Linked DNA regions of Mus musculus: region 1 is linked to region 2. Evidence: chromatin contacts called from public promoter capture Hi-C data. All regions are on one chromosome and are shown on one strand. Each heading gives the region's core, a stretch centred on a gene start, on an enhancer-like site or on the middle of the called end of the contact. The rest is flanking DNA. Distances are from core to core; before and after follow the strand shown.

Region 1 (2,700 bases), core at 51-2,550, 1.1 Mb before region 2:
CTTATGAGTATGTGGAAGTTATAGGCATGAGTACAGTAAAGAAAACCGCCATCCTAATTCTCTGTAGGACATATTACTTCGGGCCATGTAACCCAGGGTTGGTTACTTCCTGAATTTTTGAAAAAGGTTATCAGATAAACCATTATGATACCACTCACTATTTTAAAAATTCTATAATTTTGGAAGCACAAGGCAAGATCTGGACAGGTAGAAGTACCTAATATTGCATGAACTCGGATTAGTCATTTTATATTTACCTTACAGATTTCTTGCTTCCCAGGCTTATGATACATTCTGCGGACACAGTACATATCCATGAGTGAAAATATATTAAATAATGTTCATGTTATCATCATTTTTTTCAGTACTATAAAGTATGACCTTCTTGTGTTCTTGCATATATTTTTGAGCGACCAAGTCTATTCATCATACTATAGTCAATGAGAATAATTGTGTAAAATTCTTCAAAGCCTATGCTAAACAGCCTCCTAATTTGTAAAATGGTTGAGCTGTGATATGTGAAGCACCTTAACAATCACTACAGCCTTCCTTTTTAGTTTAAAGGTTCCATGTTCATTGTACTCTGGGGCTTCACATATGCTGGGCCCCATTTTTCTGTTACTACCTAGTACGTATGATTAGTCTTCCCTAACTATTCCTCTGTCCTAATCAGGACGCCATACAGGATTTCAGGGGTTATATTCTCTTCTTCTTTTCCACATTTATCTAAAATGAGACAGACTAGTACCACTTAACTCCTCTAATTCTGTACGCCAAATATGGAGATAGCATGCCGTTTTATCTCCACACTCATGTACATAGTAAGGAGTCCAGAACCACTTGCCCAAAAGAGGAATCAAAAGTTATGGGTCTAGGGTCACTAAGAAATTCACCATGACCATAAATCTTTTTTTTCCCCCACTTTGGCTTTTTGAGACAGGGTTTCTCTGTGCAGCCCTGGTTGTCCTGGAACTCACCCTGTAGACCAGGTTGGCCTCGAACTCAGAAATTCGCCTGCCTCTGCCTCCCAAGGGCTGGGATTAAAGGTGTGCGCCACCACCGCCCAGCTGTAAACTTTTGTTTTTAAGCCTACTACAAAGCTTAAGGTCAAAGTTCCAAATTCGGTGGGCAGTGGTGGGCTTTCTTCGGCCTGAAAGAAACCTTTCAGTATTTACCACTGAGGCCTGCGCAGGCGTAGAGTGACCCGGAGATTGAGTGGAAAGGTCTATCTTCAAGTCTTCCTCAGTCTCTATGATTCCCGCAAGGCTTGATGGGTAACAGAAATTTGGCCTCCATTTTGCGGCTGGCGGTGGGCACGCACGGCTGAGGTTCCTGCTGTCGCCATGGGTCGTCGTCCGGCTCGCTGTTACCGGTACTGTAAGAACAAGCCGTACCCAAAGTCCCGTTTCTGCCGAGGCGTCCCCGATGCGAAGATCCGCATCTTTGACCTGGGTCGGAAGAAGGCGAAGGTGGATGAGTTTCCACTCTGCGGCCACATGGTGTCGGACGAGTATGAGCAGCTCTCCTCGGAAGCCCTGGAGGCCGCACGCATCTGCGCCAACAAGTACATGGTGAAGAGCTGTGGCAAGGACGGCTTCCACATCCGCGTGCGGCTGCACCCCTTCCATGTCATCCGCATCAACAAGATGCTGTCGTGCGCAGGTGCCGACAGGCTCCAGACCGGCATGCGAGGCGCCTTCGGGAAACCACAAGGTACGGTGGCGAGAGTCCACATCGGCCAGGTCATCATGTCCATCCGCACCAAGCTGCAGAACAAGGAGCACGTGATCGAGGCCCTACGCCGAGCCAAATTCAAGTTCCCCGGCCGCCAGAAGATCCACATCTCCAAGAAGTGGGGCTTTACCAAGTTCAACGCAGATGAATTTGAAGACAAGGTGGCGGCCAAGCGCCTCATCCCTGATGGCTGTGGAGTCAAATACATCCCTGAACGAGGTCCTCTGGACAAGTGGCGAGCCCTGCATTCCTGAGGACTTTGCTGGCAGAAAAGAAGTACAGATGAGGTTATAGTTTGAAAAACGTTAATTCCGTTTATTGACTTTAGAATGTTACTTTGCATAGTATAGACCATTACAATGGAAAGTACCTGCCTTAAGAAACAAGAAAACTGCAGTTTATAGAGAAAGAATTTTCAATTTTGACCCATGTACTTAAAATTTTTGGTGTATACTGCAGTGTAGCAAATGTTTTGTGGTGACGGTATAAATGGTACTGTTTGTTATCTTGGATTAAGAGTGGCTAGAGAAGTTGGAAGACGTGTGAGAAGTTCTTTATAGAGAATTAAACATGAAAATTACATCTCAACTGTAGCTTTGGTTGTTTTGCTTTAAACTTGTCAATACTATTTTTAAAATTACCCATAGCCTCAGGTTATCAATCTTAGAACAGTTGGGTGTACTGAAAAAGGATTTTCTAGACAAACCTTACATTGTCCTACACTCAGGAGACAGTGATCCAATCTTTTTTTCATCACAGAAAGGTTATAGGTGACAACCGAGTTTATATTGCTTGTATTTGGATCCCAGTGGAATCAACAAAGAAGAGAAAATGACACTAAATCAGCCATCTGTTCTGCGGGGGCCTTGGAGAGTGTAATCTGTTGCTTTTGCCCTGTACAATTACATTGATGAAGCAGGTACTTTCTATCTTATTTTAGAAATGATATAACCTAAAACTGCTGGG
Region 2 (2,700 bases), core at 185-2,684:
GGCCCCCTGTTGGGATTGTGAGTCAATAGAGGTATGGTCAAAGGGCAAATGAAAAACACCATGCTCCTGACTTGACCCTAAGACCAGGGCTAAGAGAAAAACCACCTTGACCTTTACTTGATCGCAAGCCCAAGACTAAGGTTAAGAAACAGAGTCCCTCGGTCTCCACCCTCGGGGTCCCCCGCCAAGAATTCCAATATAATATCCCTGCCTCAATCAAGCTCAGGTCCCTGCTTCTTCTAAAGGCAACCACTCTCCTGTGTGAGGTGTGTTGTGTCTCAACCGCTGGAGCAGAACTGCTATGCCAGCTTTGTGGATACCTTCCCTGGCAGCTGAGGAAGAGATATAACACATCTGTAGGGGAAGCAGTTCCTTTCAGAGCCCCAACACATACTACAGGCTGCCCTCCGATTGATTCTCCATCCTCTTGCCTCAACCTCCCAGTCTTAGGATAACAGGCATGTACTATCAAGTGGCAAAACAGACTTCAGGAACCAGTGCCACAAAACGCACTGCAACCGACATTCACTGAGAAAAGAAATTCTACTATGGTCCTTAGATTTTTTTTTTAAAGATTAATTTATTTATTTTATGTATATTGAGTACACTATAGTTGTACAGATATGGTTGTGTACAAGGTTGAGCCTTCATGTGGTTGTTGGGAATTGAATTTTTTTGTTTGTTTTGTTTTGGAGACGGTTTCTCTGTATAGTCCTGGAGCTCACTTTGTAGACCAGGCTGGCCTCGAACTCAGAAATCCGCCTGCCTCTGCCTCTGTGCTGGGATTAAAGGCGTGCGCCACCCTCCGGCCCAAAGATTTATTATAAAGAACACTGTAGCTGTCTTCAGACACACCAGAAGGGGGCATCCGATCCCATTACAGATGGTTGTGAGCCACCATGTGGTTGCTGGGAATTTAACTCAGGACCTCTGGAAGAGCCAGTTCAGTCTACTACTTGGGAGCAACTTTTTTTTTTTTTTTTTCCTGGCCCGAAGAAAATCTAAACAGCAAACTGAAAGAAAAATTCTTTCAAACTCTCTAAAGCAGTTTTTCTCCTCAGAAACGGACTACACTGAGAAAGCGCAGCCTAGAACTAACAAGTGTGGCCCGCAAGGGTCAAATTTAGTAAATCGCGCCTCGGTAAGCGCCGCTGGGCGTCAACCGTCGTGGGGTTTTCTCCCCGCGGAGCATCACGGGAGGAGTGGCGAGGCGCTCCCGGGGGCCCGCCTTGTGGAGAGAAACAAACTCCACGAGCAACCGAGGGGCTTCGGTCGGACGCTTTCCGCTCTCACAGCCTCGGGCCGCTCTGGGCTGTGCTCCTGTTTCCTGGAGTTCCGGAAGACGCGCCGTGTCGCAACCTCTGCGCGGGCCAATCGCAGGCACCGGGGGGCGGGCTCTCGGGATTTGAAATCCAGCGCTATTTGTCCGTGCTGGGGAAGTGGACGAGGAAGGCGAGCGGAGTTTCAGTCTGCGGACACGCGTGGAGCCCTTGCCCGGGCCTCCGTGGGTCTGAGGCGCTGCGAGCCCTGGGTAACCACGGCCTCGAGCTGCTGTCCTCACCAAGGTAGGTCCTCTGCTCGCTCAGCCTCGCGGACCGATCGGCCGGGTCCCCGCCTGACTCTTCTCGGGCGTCTAACTTCTGCTCTGTTCGCTCGTTAACATTGCTGCCCTAGCGCCCGAGATTTGTTCTAAAATCCGAAGTCTCCGTGAGGAGTAGCGTGGGAATGCCCAACTCTTTGTCTCCGGACCCAGCATTCCTAGAGGCAGCCGCTTATGCGTTCTTAGGATTGAATACCATGCTTGTTGCAGGCATCTGTAGATGTTAGAGATTTTGTTTGGAAAACAGGAAGTTCCATGGAACACAGGGCCCCCAATGAAGGAGCTAGAGAAAGTACCCAAGGAGCTGAAGGGGTCTGCAACCCTATAGGTGGAACAATAATATGAACTAACCAGTACCCCAGAGCTCTTGACTCTAGCTGCATATGTAGCAGAAGATGGCCTTGTACAAGGCCACCAATGGGAGGAGAGGCCCTTGGTCTTGCGAAGATTATATGCCTCATTATGAGGGAATGCCAGGGCCAGGAAGCAGGAGTGGGTGGGTTTGGGGGGGGTATTGGGGATAGCATTTGAAATGTAAATGAAGAAAATATCTAATAATAAAAAAGAAAAACAGAAGGTTCCTTCATCCTATCCTTAAAGTATAACACTGTACAGTCAGGCGCATTTGTTGTTGTTTATTTTAGAGATTATAATTTACTTAGATTCTCCTCCCCCCTTCCTCCCTCCAAACCCTCCCTTACAAACCTCCCTACTCTCTTTCAAATTCAGTGGTTCATTTTCACCAATAACAGTTGCAAATATGTACACACACACATATATATTCCTAGCTATAACCTGCTGAATCCGTGTAATGTTGCCAGTATGTATGGTTTGTTGTTGTTGTTTTATGGGTTTCTTAACGTGCTTATGCTCATAAGCATGTGATGTGGGTTTTTTAAAATGTGGCTATCAAGTCTGTTTTGCCATTTAATCCTTCTGCAGTTTTTAATGTTCTTATTGTTTTTGTTGTTGAGTACATCGAATTGAGATTTATAAATGAATTGTCACTAGGAGAAGCAGGAGCTGGTAGGTGGTAAGGTGCTCTACTATTTAAATCTCCTGCAGGATTTGTCTTTTGAATATGCCTGGTTTATCCACAC

Evidence for each region. Promoter capture Hi-C pulls out the DNA fragments that hold promoters and counts their contacts.
Region 1: a contact with region 2 is called in a promoter capture Hi-C map of embryonic stem cells, with 6 times the contacts expected there. The contact joins the promoter of Rpl10l here to the promoter of Mis18bp1 in region 2. A contact is called at or near these places in 1 of 39 promoter capture datasets (embryonic stem cells), 1 of 484 Hi-C or Micro-C datasets (embryonic stem cells), 1 of 115 datasets of contacts at active chromatin or transcription factors (embryonic stem cells) and 1 of 9 other capture datasets (embryonic stem cells).

Annotation. Positions count from the first base shown.
Region 1 is chr12:66,283,001-66,285,700 of GRCm38.p6, reverse strand. Rpl10l (ribosomal protein L10-like) reads left to right here and starts at 1,300. Exons shown (of 1, transcript NM_001162933.1): 1 at 1,300-2,322. The coding sequence starts at 1,344. The coding sequence ends at 1,988.
Region 2 is chr12:65,171,314-65,174,013 of GRCm38.p6, reverse strand. Mis18bp1 (MIS18 binding protein 1) reads left to right here and starts at 1,434. Exons shown (of 14, transcript NM_172578.2): 1 at 1,434-1,565.